Regions from separate parts of the Mus musculus genome. Here regions 1, 2, 3 and 5 are each linked to region 4. The links are chromatin contacts, called in public HiChIP or PLAC-seq and promoter capture Hi-C maps. All regions are on one chromosome and are shown on one strand. The core of a region is the stretch at or near the end of the contact, and the rest is flanking DNA. Distances in the headings are between cores, read along the strand shown. Region 1 overlaps Fam107b (family with sequence similarity 107, member B). Region 2 overlaps Fam107b (family with sequence similarity 107, member B). Region 3 has its middle 18 kb from the start of Fam107b. Region 4 holds the start of Dclre1c (DNA cross-link repair 1C). Region 5 overlaps Fam171a1 (family with sequence similarity 171, member A1).

The links. Promoter capture Hi-C pulls out the DNA fragments that hold promoters and counts their contacts. HiChIP or PLAC-seq counts read pairs in DNA pulled down with a chosen protein or histone mark.
Region 1: a contact with region 4 is called in a promoter capture Hi-C map of the HPC-7 cell line, with 2.1 times the contacts expected there. The contact joins the enhancer-like site here to the promoter of Dclre1c in region 4. A contact is called at or near these places in 6 of 39 promoter capture datasets (the C10 cell line, the HPC-7 cell line, hematopoietic stem and progenitor cells and 2 more), 8 of 484 Hi-C or Micro-C datasets (B cells, CD8 T cells, granulocyte-monocyte progenitors and 4 more), 10 of 115 datasets of contacts at active chromatin or transcription factors (acute myeloid leukemia, bone marrow-derived macrophages, double positive thymocytes and 7 more) and 3 of 9 other capture datasets (adipose tissue, liver and macrophages).
Region 2: a Foxp3 HiChIP or PLAC-seq map of regulatory T cells shows a contact between it and region 4, with 7 times the contacts expected there. The contact joins the enhancer-like site here to the promoter of Dclre1c in region 4. A contact is called at or near these places in 14 of 39 promoter capture datasets (the 3T3-L1 cell line, 3T3-L1-derived adipocytes, the C10 cell line and 9 more), 1 of 15 datasets of contacts at CTCF or cohesin (large pre-B cells), 5 of 484 Hi-C or Micro-C datasets (the G1E-ER4 cell line, the N1E-115 cell line, Th1 cells and 1 more), 12 of 115 datasets of contacts at active chromatin or transcription factors (the 230-238 cell line, DN3 thymocytes, acute myeloid leukemia and 9 more) and 2 of 9 other capture datasets (adipose tissue and liver).
Region 3: a contact with region 4 is called in a promoter capture Hi-C map of liver, with 5 times the contacts expected there. The contact joins the enhancer-like site here to the promoter of Dclre1c in region 4. A contact is called at or near these places in 10 of 39 promoter capture datasets (3T3-L1-derived adipocytes, the C10 cell line, the HPC-7 cell line and 5 more), 2 of 484 Hi-C or Micro-C datasets (CD8 T cells and the N1E-115 cell line), 1 of 115 datasets of contacts at active chromatin or transcription factors (bone marrow-derived macrophages) and 2 of 9 other capture datasets (adipose tissue and pancreatic islet).
Region 5: an H3K4me3 HiChIP or PLAC-seq map of stem cell-derived neural progenitor cells shows a contact between it and region 4, with 19 read pairs. The contact joins the enhancer-like site here to the promoter of Dclre1c in region 4. A contact is called at or near these places in 1 of 15 datasets of contacts at CTCF or cohesin (the NIH/3T3 cell line), 6 of 484 Hi-C or Micro-C datasets (Th2 cells, adipose-derived mesenchymal stem cells, embryonic stem cells and 3 more), 3 of 115 datasets of contacts at active chromatin or transcription factors (craniofacial prominence, embryonic stem cells and stem cell-derived neural progenitor cells) and 1 of 9 other capture datasets (adipose tissue).

What each region holds. Positions count from the first base shown.
Region 1 is chr2:3,735,837-3,738,536 of GRCm38.p6, forward strand. The region is part of intron 1 of Fam107b (family with sequence similarity 107, member B); the gene reads left to right. Among named protein-coding and RNA genes, the nearest start is that of Fam107b, 24 kb to the left of the region's middle. Within about 2 kb of position 1,450, at least 8 of the 459 cell types and tissues checked have an H3K27ac peak or open chromatin away from gene starts, as enhancers often do. A contact at or near this core is called in the HPC-7 cell line, where this site is marked.
Region 2 is chr2:3,759,152-3,761,851 of GRCm38.p6, forward strand. The region is part of intron 1 of Fam107b (family with sequence similarity 107, member B); the gene reads left to right. Among named protein-coding and RNA genes, the nearest start is that of Fam107b, 47 kb to the left of the region's middle. Within about 2 kb of position 1,295, at least 27 of the 459 cell types and tissues checked have an H3K27ac peak or open chromatin away from gene starts, as enhancers often do. A contact at or near this core is called in the G1E-ER4 cell line, astrocytes, bone marrow-derived macrophages and 3 more, where this site is marked.
Region 3 is chr2:3,694,439-3,697,138 of GRCm38.p6, forward strand. No RefSeq gene overlaps it. Among named protein-coding and RNA genes, the nearest start is that of Fam107b, 18 kb to the right of the region's middle. Within about 2 kb of position 1,378, at least 4 of the 459 cell types and tissues checked have an H3K27ac peak or open chromatin away from gene starts, as enhancers often do. A contact at or near this core is called in liver, where this site is marked.
Region 4 is chr2:3,422,826-3,425,525 of GRCm38.p6, forward strand. It overlaps Dclre1c (DNA cross-link repair 1C), which reads left to right and starts at 1,306. Exons shown (of 14, transcript NM_146114.3): 1 at 1,306-1,501; 2 at 2,539-2,590. The coding sequence starts at 1,393.
Region 5 is chr2:3,138,396-3,141,095 of GRCm38.p6, forward strand. All of the region lies in intron 1 of Fam171a1 (family with sequence similarity 171, member A1), which reads left to right. Among named protein-coding and RNA genes, the nearest start is that of Fam171a1, 21 kb to the left of the region's middle. Within about 2 kb of position 1,421, at least 50 of the 459 cell types and tissues checked have an H3K27ac peak or open chromatin away from gene starts, as enhancers often do. A contact at or near this core is called in neural progenitor cells and stem cell-derived neural progenitor cells, where this site is marked.

The sequences.
Region 1 (2,700 bases), core at 200-2,699, 310 kb after region 4:
GTGGTGGGAGATACGGTGCCCTGGGAGATGAGGGTGTGATGGTGCCCTTGCTTTGAGAGTCACAATCACAAGGTCCATATTTGGTGACCTACTTTCCACAGCTATTCCTCAAATTTAAAGGCTTCATAACGTATCCAGATAGTCTTTCCATTTGGGGAGCGAATGTCCGAGCATGTGAGCTGGTGCAGACCATTTCAGACTCAAACAGTAGTAGCCTTACGAGAAAACATGGGGTCGCGTTCTTAGGTTTTGCTTGAGTTTAAATGAAAATGTTGTGTCTTTTTTGGGGAGTCTGGCCGAGAGATGATTACGTGAGTGCAGATGAAATCACTGAGCACACTCTGGACAGTTTGGATTCTGTTACCGTCAGCCCTCAGCAGTGATTTATGAGGCAGGATACACAGATATCCTTTCCTGCCCAGTTCTCCTCATTTTAATCTCTTCTACAATAGTCATAGTTGTCTTTACTGAGAGGTGAGTGAGAGAGCAAGTGTGTGTGTGCCTGAGTGCGGGTGCTACAGAGACAGGAAGAGGGTATCATATCTCCTTGGGCTGGATTTATAGGCAGTTATGAGCCTTCCTCACATATGTGTGCTAGGAACTGAGCTCTGATCCTCTGGGATAGCAGCAAGCCCTCTTAACGGATGAGCCATCTCTCCAATCCCAATAGTTAAAATTTCATTTTGTAACAGGAATTCCCAAAATGACTTTTTTCTTCTACAAGAAAGTATAGTTCGTAGCTTTCTTGCCTTCTGAATGGCTTCCTGAATGGAAAATAAGTCCTGCGGGCTGCTGTGGTTTATTTTATAAACAGGGCTAGAAAGCGAACAGCCTGGCAAGCTCCTCATCTCTCAGCAACTCTGAGACGGGTTCCGCGCCCCAGTGAAGACTTGTCATATTTATAAACCATTATTATTTCAGAATCATCAAAGGAAATGTGTAGCGATGGCAGGGAAGCAGCTTGCTTATTCTGGAATTTTCTTCACTGTATTTTTAACATTGAAGAAATTACTAGGAAAGCTTTGGCAAAGTGAAGACAGATGCGCAAAGATGAGACTGAGTTCGTGGACTGCGTTAAACTCCTGAGTGGGGCAGTATCTGTATGACATGGGACAAGCCGGTTACCCTCTGGAGTGTCTTGAGGGAAGCTGGGGGGGATGCTTCACATTAACAAAAGCTTTAGATTTAGAAATGGAGACTTTATCATTTTACTCTGTGACTGCTCCTTACTTTATTCAATTTTAGCATAGATGTCAGCTTTAGGACTATCCAGTTGGGAAGAATTTTGACTAGGAGCCATTCTTAAATGAGTGTACCTCTTTCAAAAAAAAATGGTTTTAATTAACTGTACTTCCTGACCTGCTGTGGTCACAGAAATCTTAACTGTCCAAAGATGTTTAGGAGACAAAGTGGCTCATTTTCTTCCGGAGTGTTATGTGAATAGAAGGCTGTGGATTACCAGTATACATTTTCTTTTCTTGAAAAGCAAGTTCCTTTTTACCCAGCAGGGTCAGTGTGGATGTGTGCTTTGATAAGCACAGGTTATAGCCCGAGTTTAAAGGACTCTATATCTGGGTTCAAGCAGAAATCATGCCGCTGCCATACTGTGAGCTGAAGGGCAAACACAGTAGGCAGCATACATTTCGGAAAGAAAATACTTTCTAAAAAGTTATATAGTTTTAAACATTTGATTTTTTATTTATGTTTATATGTGCATGTGTCTGTGTGAGTATTTGTCATGTGTGGTGCCCCTGGAGCCACAAGAGGATGCCATATCTTCCAGAGTTATAGATGGTTGTGAGCCTCCCGCCACCCCCAGTATGGCTGCTAGGAGCAGAGCTGGGGTCCTCTTCTTCTCCTCCATCCCTGGCTACCACTGTTCTGTCTTCTTTATAAATGTGACCACATGAAGGGCTTTGCATTAGTGCAGTGGTACAATATTTGTTTTTCATCTTACTGCACCGAGTCTGTTGTTCTGAAGTTTCGTCCAGGTCATAGCACGGGTCAGATGTTTTCTTTTTCTGGGTGAATGATTTCCCATTGTATGCAGATAGCTCATTTTGCTTGTCCATTTACCTGGAGCTGGATATTTTTGCAAGGTGTGTTAGCAATCTACTTTAAGACACAAATGCAGGAGAAAATGGGTGACATAACCACTAGTATATTATGACACATAGATGTGGGTCTGGGTTAGGACCTGTTGTTTTCGAGGGGGGTTGGGAATGGATCTTGCTGCCTTTGCCTCCTGTGCACTGGGATTACAGGTACATGCCAGCACTCATGGCTGGAGTCCCGGGGTAAAATGCTTCCTTACCATCAGGGATTGACTGGGAAGTGTGCATCTGTGTGACCTGCTCCTGTGGCTGCTGTTTGCCTGGTGTCTCAGGTGCCACACAACAATTTTTTTCTGAGTTTTTATGCTTTGTAGTGAGGCTTAGTACAGGGTGATATAAACACCCAATATAGAAAATCTAGAAGCTCTGGCTCCTACCTCGTTCTATGAAAGAAGCTGTGTTCCATGAAAGAGGCTGTGTCCAATTCTTTATTGATTCTTTTGGATAATTTACTTTTATGAACAGCTTACGGCAAAGGCCAACAAAATCTGTTTTCATGAAAGGCCACCAGGAAGCTGCATTGTGAGTATAGGATGTCATATTTCCTTTCCTGCTGTGCACAGATGGGGTGCAGAGTAATGTAGAC
Region 2 (2,700 bases), core at 45-2,544, 340 kb after region 4:
AGCAATGATGGAGATCAAACCCAAGGACCCATACATGCCAAACAGGGGCCTTACCATTGAGTTATAGCCCCAGGAAACTGATTATTTTCAGTTGAGCTTCACCATGTAAACAAGTGAAGTTTATGTTGCTCCTTTAAAAAATGTATTTGTTATTACGTGCGTGCCTGTCTTTGTGTTGGAGGGTGTCTGTGTGTGTATGCACATGCTGTGGAGCTCTTTGGAGGTCAGGTAACAGCTCTCAGGATGAGTTCTCTCCTTCCACTGTGGGTCCTGGGCATCAAGTGCAGGTCGTCGGCTGAGCTTATTTGGCTTATCTTACTTGCTGAGCCACCTCCCAGGTCCTGTTTCTTTCTTCCTCCTCCTTTTCTTCCTTGGTCTTCTCTTAATTTGTGGAATCAAAGAGCCTACCTTGGAGTGGAGTTGGATGCTGAGAGTCCTCAGCTCTCACACTAAGATGGCAGAACTGTAGCGGGCACATCTGGTACAGACAGCAGAGCTGAGAGCCAGCTTCACTCTAGTCACTTCTTCGGCCTGGGGTTGTGGGCTCAGGTCTGCCTGCAGTGCTGCTGCTCACAGGGGTGGCTCTTCTTCCTGTGTGGCTCACTGATGCTTCTGAGTAGTCTTGGACAGAGAATGGCTCTCTCCTCTTTATGTTTTAGAAATTATCTGCTAGTTACTGTATTGTAATTCAAAATAATTTTTTTTCTTTTTCCTTGTAGTGACGGAATAATGGCCAGTGCTTTCTTTAGGAGAGTGCCAGTGGCTCTGAGCACACCTTGTGCCTTTTACCACTGGGTGACACTCTTAGACCAGAGTGCTGTACCAGTGGAACCCAGGGCCCTTGAACCTCAGACTTCTTCAAAACACTTTATGCAGGAGAAAGGGACACTCTTCCATCTAAAGTGCATACTGGCCACTCTCAGACATGATAGGTATTATGTATCAGTCTGAAGCAATTTTTAAGGCCAGTGAGTATTGGGCAATCAATTATTAACAGGATCATCAATTAGGCAGCCTTTCAGTTGCTTGGAGGTTTATTTAGATTCATGTGTTGCATATTAACTAGCTACTAATTATTTCAGGGGAACATTTATATGAACTTATTATTCTAGTATTTATTTTGCACCTGACACAAATCTGTGTTATCTGTTGGTGGCTAAAACCTTGGTGATGGCTTGCACATACTAATGGATGTCACAGCAAACCTTTGGCAGTCAGAAGACAGTATGAGGAAGTTGTTTCTGTCCTTTCCTCATGTTAAATTTGGGAACTGAACTGAAGTCCTCGGGGCTGGCACACATGCCTTTTCTGCTGATCCGTTCTCCAGCCCAGTCCTGTGTATGGACTTCCACTGAGCCATCTTAAGAGGAAGCAGAGCAGTTACTTGGGAAAATGAACACAGGTTCCCTGTACAGATCTCTAGCAAATAGAACTTGTCTAGAACTTGTGCCAAGCACTTGAGAGCAGGTTAGAGAAGGACTTTGCTCAGAGCGTGTGCTGGCCTGCCTGCCCTCCTTGTTTCACGGCTTCTTTTGTAAACCCAAGGCCCACCGTCTAGGCTTGGCATGAATAGCTCCTAGTCACATTCAGCGGAACAACATGTGGTATTTCTCAGGACAAGGAATTTGGAAGAGTCAGGTCTCTCCTCTGCTGGCTTAAGAGGAGGGATGACAAAAGTTAGAATTTTAGGATCCTGACAGAAGTATTTACTGTATCCCATGGGGACAGAAAGAAATGACAGTGGCAGAGTCAGAGAAGAAAGAACCTAGTGAGGTTAGTGACTCCAGTGTATTTTGATCCCTCAGTATGTGCATCCTCCAGTTAGTACATTGTTGGGTGACCCTTAGTGTGATACCCAGTGCAGGGGGTGGGTGGGCTGTGGCAAGCAAAGCAATGTGAATGGAGTAAGACTTGAGGCACAGCAGGTCTCATGGGACTCAACCAAGGGCACAAGTAATTGACAGCCCCAGATTTCTAATAGATGGTGTCATGGTGTGACTGCTTCTGCTTCATGTGGCTTAGGCAAGAGGCATTGTGCTTGAGGTGGGAAGAGGTGGTGGCCAGAGGTCTTTCTGCTGTGCTGTTAGAATCTGTCTTTGCAGAGACACACCAGAGATGGTGTACTGGCTAGTTTTGTGTCAACTTGACACAGCTGGAGTTACCACAGAGAAAGGAGCTTCAGTTGAGGAAATGCCTCCATGAGATCCAGCTGTAAGGCATTTTCTCAATTAGTGATCAAGGGGGAAAGGCCCCTTGTGGGTGGGGCCATCCCTGGGCTGGTAGTCTTGGGTTCTATAAGAGAACAGGCTGAGCAAGCCAGGGGAAGCAAACCAGTAAAGAACATCCCTCCATGGCCTCTGCATCAGCTCCTGCTCCCTGACCTGTTTGAGTTCCTGACTTCCTTTGGTGATGAACAGCAGCATGGAAGTGTAAGCTGAACAAACCCTTTCCTTCCCAACTTGCTTCTTGGTCATGATGTTTGTGCAGGAATAGAAACCCTGACTAAGACAGATGGTATGGAAAGTTAGCTTCTAGGGCAGAGGACTAAGTGTTAAGTCCTTGGGAGCAGGAGAGCGCTGGGTTGAATCTTCCACTTCAGTTGAGATAAGAGGGAGCTATCCCATTTAGGAATACTATGTTGTTTACAAACAAGCTAGGTCTTTGAAAGATGTATGGAGTTTTCATTGTTCTGGAGGATGG
Region 3 (2,700 bases), core at 128-2,627, 270 kb after region 4:
CCATTACAAACTGATCTGAGATGTTTAAGCCTGTGAGTTAAGGGCCAGGTAACAAATTAATGGCTCTGAGTTTATTGTTAAGGTGTTTTCAGATAATTTAATTAGAAATAGTTGAGAGTAGTTAACAGACAACTGTCCAGATGACTTTACATAGCTTTTTTACTTTACATAGGTTTTCATACTTTACATAGGTTTTCAAAAATGTCAGAAATCCACACAATGTGACATTTAATGTTATTTATTCTTTTGTTGTTGAGACATATCTGCTCTTAGCAGCTCCCCTTTTGTGGATTCAAAGAAGAAATTGAGTGTCTCTACCTCCAGTTGAGGTAGTACAGTGGCTAGGTGGCCACTGGGCAGAAATTGCCTATTCATCTATAGACTAAATACCATCCAGAAAAAGGACACACTATGCGGAATAGTCGACTCATAATCTCTGCCAAGTCAGGGTAATCAGTCCTTCAAAATTCTGCAGTACAAAGGTCTGTCAGATGATCCTGGGCCAGAAGGCTAAAGACTGATGCTCCAACTTCCTGACATATAGGAGCTGTATAGGTAGGCAGCTGTCTCTACAACTTGTCTCAGTTCTGGAAGATGTGCTAGGCTTCCTATATTTTCAGATAATATTGGTCATTCTCAGATTTCTGATGGGATTGAAGACTAATTATAGTCTCATAACCAACCCAGGCTATTTAGCATTGAGAGAATATATTTAAGAAGATAGTTTTCAGATAGTATACAAGCTAAACCAGGTGATAACATATAGATTTATAAGTCTTTTAAGTTAAGATAGATGACAGGGTTCTATTTAATTGATAAAAATTTTGGACTGGGTGTTAGGTCTCTTTTGTGCTTTATAAATTGCAAAATGTTAATAGCTGTGCTCAATTTATATCTGAGATAAGAGTCTTTTAATTGGACAGAAAGGGGGAAGTCTTGTGGGTAGCCCTGGTGCTGTTTGTATTTTGATGCTAATTCACCTTCCCCAAGAGGGGCTGTGTGGGACTAGGAGTGAATCACATATTCAGAACTTCCTGTGACCCTTCTAATAAACAAAGAAACCAATCACTGGGTGAGTAGGTGGGACCTCCAGGTCAGAAAGATGGATGGAGAGGGAGAAGAGGAGAATGAGCCCGAGAATGTGAGATGAAAAAAAAATGTAGATAGCAGAGACCCTGTTTCAGGTGGTGGATCCATTTGTATCCACTACTGGTGAATTTAACTTAGAATGGCTCATAAATTTGGATGTTAGTTGTTGTGCTCAGTGATTGAGTTACCATTGATTCTGAAAAAAAAAAAAAATCTAGCAAATAGAGCTGGGCATTTGGAGGCAGAGGCAGGCAGTTTTCTGATCCCAGGCCAGCTTGGTTGACATAATGAGCTCCACCTAGGACAGTCAGAGCTACATCATGAGAATTTGTCTCAAACAAGCAAACAATCACCAGATACTTGGACAATCAAACTTGTACAACTAGAGAGTATGAATAACAAAGGAACGTGGGCAACAAAAACAACTTCTGAATGACAGAAGTAGACAATCCACATGGCCTAATTTCAAGGCATTTAATACAGCAAGGCAAAGAGTGCTGTGATATCATGGGAGGACAGCTCACCAGACACAAGGAACAGAACAGAGAGGCCTGGAAGCTGACCCAAGCACACCCACACTTGCACAATCGACTGATGTGTGATAAGCATCATTCAGAACAAAGTAATCAATGTGCCAGGCACTTTAAATAAATGAAGCCATGTCAACAGAGTGACTATACAACGAAAGAAAGGAACAGCAAAAGGGGGCCACCGTGTTGAGCACCATACGAACATGTAAAAATATTCAAACACTGGGAGAAAACACAAGAGGAAGTATTTGGAATATTGATTTGGGCCAATTTGTTTTCATAGAGGATCCAAAAACAGTAACAACAACAACAACAAAAAAGGACTCACGCCACTTCATACTTTAAAAGGGTTTATTTTTTATCAAAAGGAACTAAGAAAATAGTTTTTGAAAAGTTGCAGATAAGCAGAAAATACTTTTCAAACACTCATAGAGTGTCTTTTGGTGCTCACACCTGTAATCTTAGCACTTGGGAGGCTGAGACAGGAGGATGATCCTGAGTAAAGCTGTCTCAAGTAAGTAAGTAAGTAAGTAAGTAAGTAAGTAAGTAAGTAAGTAAGAAAGAATCAATAAAGCCGTCAAGGGAGTAAAAACATAGAAACCAACAAGCAAAGACCCTTTAACAATCTTAACAAACAAGGTGTAGTTACATAAGCCTGAATCCCAGCACTGTGCTGACTGAGGCAGGAGGATTGAGAGGCCAGTCTAGGCAACATAGTGAGATCCTGTCTCAAAAGAAAAAGAAAAGGGAGAAAAGAAAAGGAGGAGAAGAGGAAACAAACAAAAACACCTCTTACAACTCATTTAGAAAACACACAACCAAAAATAGTGGTTAAAAGAATTTCTCAGACTCTTCACTGTGGATTGGTTTAGAGACAGCAAGTGAGTTCACAAAAAATATGTTCAGTATCATAATACTGAAAATCAAAAGTACCATATACCTCCAAGAATTGCAAAACTCAAAAACACTGATAATGTAGAAATCTATAATCTGGATCCTTTACGCCCTTCTGGTGGGAATCTATACATGCTGAAAAGCAGCTGGGTGGTTTTTGTCAAGCAAAACATACTACACACTATTA
Region 4 (2,700 bases), core at 56-2,555:
CCACTGTGGATCGAGAAACCTCATCTTAAAGGGAAAAAGAGAGTTTATTCTGGGGCCATTTTTAATAACCTTGGGGCTGGAACAGAGATTTGGGTCATCCTAAATTCCATGTTCCAACAAGGAAAGAGTTTCACAGTTTTATAGAAGAAAGTCTTAAGTCAGGTCATATTTAGTGTACATCGGAGAGCAAAGATGAGAAAGCTTTTCTATAGGCCCGAGATGCTATCTGATGACGTTCTTAATTTTTGGGTTAGGTGAAAATAGTGGTCTGCTAAACTAGGAGATTCCAAAAGGTTTTCATCTGTTACTCACAAGATGTTAATTCCAACAGAGATAAACAAGGGATGGCTATTCCCAAGGGCTAGAACTAGCTCAAGATACGATAATTCGCTTCTGGATCTGCAACATTCTAATCTCCCCACAGTACTAAAACCAGTCGCTCAGTTTTTGCAGACACTGCTTCTTTTCAGTTTTCCTGTTTACCTCCACAAGGCTTGCCAAAGTGTTCTGCATAGCAGGGTTTGGAGGTTCCAGTTGATCAACAGTGCTGAGTATCTGAGGAGAACTTGCTAGGAAGGAGAAAATAAATGCCACTGACAAAGTCTTTGGTGGATCTTAGTATGATTACTACACACTTTCCCACCCTGCCCCCCATCCTCTCCCTCTGTCTCTTTATATATCCTTCTGACTTCCTCAAAGTACAACTTAAATGATTACTGGAGGCCAGCAGATCAATGGAATCTTTACTCCCCCCACCCCTGCTCTAAGAATCTATGTCTGAATTGTAGCCTTCAAAATATAGTTAGCTTATATAATACAGAAGAGGGAGCAACTACCAATGGAATCTACTAACCAAGAGTCAGAGGCAATGACTCATCCAATCCTCGTGGTTACCCTATAAAATACAAATTGGGATAAGATTTTTAAAAAAGTGAAAAGAACTCGATCTTCACTAGATCTGAGGAAATGCAAGGCAATATGGTTAAGAAAAGGGAAGCTCTCTGGCCTCCATTCTCAGTTGTGTTTCGTTTCCTGCCTTGGTTCCTCCACAGATGCGGGCAGATCTGCATTGCGCAACAAACACTTCGGTGTCTTTTCTTGCTTTCTGGCAGGAACGTGACTTTCCATGACCAGCCAGTGCTACCCACAAACTACGCACAGCTGTTTCTCCGTGCCCAGCTGGTGCAGTTATTTAAACCAAGGGACTTGGGAGGCTGGATCAGGATTGGATGCCCATTGGCTCCGCCCCTACCTCAAGGGTCCTTTGATTGGATGTGGCTGAGCTCTGCCGGCCTATGGGTAGGCGGTGCGCAGGTTCCCGGAAGTGGCGCCCAGGGTCAGTGTGTGCTTCTGTTTCCGAGGTGGGCTTTGGGTCTAGTGTTCCCGGGTGCGATGAGCTCCTTCCAGGGACAGATGGCGGAGTATCCAACCATCTCCATTGACCGCTTCGACAGGGAGAACCTGAAAGCCCGTGCCTACTTCCTTTCGCACTGTCACAAGGGTGAGTGAGCTCCTCTCGTTACCTATTTCAGGGGCGCTATGGTCTGAAGAGGCAATGGCAGAGGTCGGCACCTGGTGAGGGGAGGACAGGCTGGGACTCCGCGAGGCACTGGGAAGCACTCCTAATGCCAGTTGGCGCTTAACCTCTGGCTTTATTGAGCTCCTGGTCTGTACCACCTCTGTAACCCCAGCTCCTAACCCCAGCTCCGGTTGCAATCAGACCTGGACGCTGTGGTAAGGCAGAGCTGTTAGAAGTGCTGGTTGCTGTCCCAGCGGAGGGTATGTTTGGTAAGGCTTAATTAATTAGCTCATGCCCAAACTTCCCTAATTCTCGTTTATCTCGAGTAAGGAAAACACGTTTCAGAACGTCTACACCCAAAGACATTAGGTAAGAGCGAAATGCCCCTCTCTCACACAGGCACGTGTTTCAGAAGTTCTACATCCCGGAGATATTTGGCAAGAGCCCAAGATCGATCTGTACATCTATCTCTGTCTCTCTGTCTCTCCTCCTCCCTCTCCCTCCCTCCCTCGCTCCCTTTAACCCCCCCCCCCCCACACACACACAAATGTTTCTCACACTATACTCTTGGGTGTGTGTGTGTGTGTGTGTGTGTGTGTACAACCAGTCGATAAGCTTGGCCAAGTGTCCCCCATTTTTCTTCTTTATTATTTACTTATTTTAGGTTGTGGGGCAGAGCTTCACGTATCCTAGGTGGAGTCATATCAGCCCACCCAGGTTCTCATACTCGCACTTGATCTTCCTGCGTATGTCCCCTGACCCAGGTGGGACTTGAATAGCTTTCATCAGCTCAGGGTCTAACCCTTTTTAGTGGTTCCTGTTCCCTACTCTGAAAGGTTCGTCATGTGCAGAAGAGCCAAAGGCCTGTGGGAATCTATTTGCTCAGAATGGTGAGCCTTAGGTAGTTTCTCACAGTAGGAAGCTTACAAAGACAACCCAGCTGTTGCAGGGAAGAGAAATCCTCTAAAAAACCAAATCAAACAAAACATGGTTATGATTTCTAATTCTTTTCCTTGTAGATCACATGAAAGGATTAAGGGCTCCTTCCTTGAAAAGAAGGCTGGAATGCAGGTAATTGGCTTTGTTACTTATTTGTATTTAAGTAGATATCTTAACTGAGAGATAACACCTAGGCAGAACAGGACATACACCCTAGCAGGGTAGCCTGTATAAACTTTATG
Region 5 (2,700 bases), core at 171-2,670, 280 kb before region 4:
AGGGCTAGATCTTGGAGTGGCCAGCTTCCCTGGCTGTGTGCTGCCTCTTGGTCCCTGTGTACCAAGTGGTTCAGGTACCACTGCCCAAGTGACCTTTCTCTAGCTTATGTCTGTAGGGATTCTTGGCTGCACTCCCAGCCCCTACTCCAGACTTTAGCCTCTGAAACTTTGATCCCAGTGAACAGAGTTTCCTTTTTTAGAGGCTTTTGTTTTAGTGTGTGCTTCTAAGTGAATTAAGTGCATCTGGATCCCCTGGTCTTCTGCTGCATGAACCGCCCACCTCCACACCCTCTGTGAACAAATACGTGGCAGGTCCCCATCATGGGACTGCAGACAGAGTTGGGCTGTGTCTGATCCCTGCTCAGTGGGACTGGAAACCGCGACAGGTATCCAGAGTGTCCAGTGCTGGCACACTGTCCACCCCTCTCCCTGTGGCATCGTCTCCTCTCTAAACAGATTTTAAGACCTCTCCTGCCCAAGAACCTGTGATGCTAGCACTCAACTTACTAATTTCTTTCATTCCGTTACCAGGACAACTGCTGTCTACTCTCCATATCTCCTATGGCTCAGCCCAAGTATATGTCTCATTTCTAATCTAGGGTTCTTGGTCTGACATCATTGTTTTGGAATTCTGATGATCTCCCCCTGGTCCTTTGCTGCATGAACAAATTCTATTTTTTTCTTAGTCTCATTTGGGTCCTTTGTTTCCTTGGTTTCCTTTTTGGAGGAAAAATGAACCAGGCATCCATTTCTGACCTCTTAAAAACTTTCTCTCTACTTAGTCTTCAGTTCTGGACCAGATACTCCTCCATCAGTATCTGGTCCAGATGGTTCTCATGGCCACTCGCCTGGGCTGCTGTCTTCCATGTGTGTATGTCTCAAGCACACTGGCTAGGCAAACTGCTCTTCCCTCCTTCCTGGTGTATCTTGGCTTCACCGAACCCTTGTCACTTTCCTCACAGCATCAAGAGTCATCCCTTTGGGAGACTATCTCTGGTCCTCCAGCTCCAGGCCTGTGTGCTCTCTTCTCTGTGTATCAAACAACCACTTATTCTGGGCCTTGTCCTGGGTGCTGAGGGTCACAGGACACACCCCCACGCTGCATTGTGGTTGTTTGTCCATCCACACTGTGCATCTGTCTCTCCCCAAGCTGGACCCTCCCTTGCCTCATCTAGCTCTCAATGGTGTTTGTCAAGAGCAGATCTGATGGTGCCAGTTTCCTTTCTTTCTCTCCTCCCTCTTTTCTGTCTTTTCAGCACCTCTCCCAGAAGCCAAAAAAAAAGGAGGAGGAAAGAGAAGTTCATAATTATGAGATTAGGCAGATCCAATTTCATCCCATCCACTCTGTCTTCTACGTGGGGTTTGTTTGAGCATTCAGAGAGACCCACGGTGGAGGCTGAATCTATCCTTTGTTTGCTAGATGTACTCAGCTGTGGCCAGCAACAGAGGTTTCCTTTCTGCTCTGTCCTTTGTTCAGGGCCTTACCGTAACTAGTCCTTTAAAAAGTCCCTGAGAGAGAGGAGGGTTCTATATTCTCAGAAGGCCTGTGCCTTAGAATACTAGACAACTGACTCAGGGTCTACAGATATTTTCACCTTGTAATATTGTTCTTCCTTTCTCCCCAAACGAAGAAAGTAACCAAGTATCCTAAAAACACAAAGCAAGACAATTATTTTGGAATTGATTATCAGTTGGTTTGCCAGATAAACTACAGAACACATAATTCAGCTTGCATTTTAGGAAAGCAGTGAATGAAGAGGTTTGGCTCAGAGGAACCTAGGGCCCTGGACATGTTAAATATCTGCTCTATCAATGAGCTACATTCTACTCTGAACATTTTTTTAGTCTAAATATGTCTCAAATATTTCACAGAACTATTTAAATTATTTTCTAAAATTCAACATAAGTGGAGAACCCTGTATCTTATACACTAATGCTGTCACCATGTATTACTGGCAGTGCAAGTTTTAGCTCTCAATTTGCAGCTGTGGTAATGTTTCAAAGGAACAGCTTAGTGTTTGACGTAGGTAGGCTCTGTTGGCAGCCATATTTCTAGTAAACCACTTAGCCTTAACTGGACAAGCAGTAGGAAGAAGGCTCCCGTATTTTCTCATGTCATACCTACTAGAGAAATGGAGGTTTTCTCGTGTGAAATGTATCTGGCTTCGTTCAGACAAGTGGGAGGAAACATGAAAACATGAAGATACTCACAGTCGCGGGGGGGGGAGGGGGGGGCACGGAATCCCCACCCCAGCCAGGCTCAGGCCTGAGTGCACTGTGCAGTAACCTGGAAACCATCACTAAGCAACTGCTCAGGACCCACCTGGGATGCTGAGTCACTTAGTTCCATGATCGGGGGACCAACACTGCTGCTCAGCCTCAGCTGGCCAGTGCACTGTCTAAAACTCAGCATGGTGTCTCTAGTCCAGAGGGTCACAGCTGGGGCTGGGCAGTGTGCAGATAGGAAGGACTCTGCAAAGTCTTTCCCTAAGTTCCCAGTGGGCTCAGAACATACCATACCCTGCCTCACCAGCGTGACCTGGGCCTTCAGACTGCATTCACCCAAGCTGACACCAGACAAAACTGGGGTTCCATTAGCAAGAAAAGCAGGGACGAGGGGACTCTGATTACCCCTTAAAAGTAAAAGCCTGCGTGTCATATGCTTACCACAATCAATGCTAAGGCTCAAGTACACAGTGT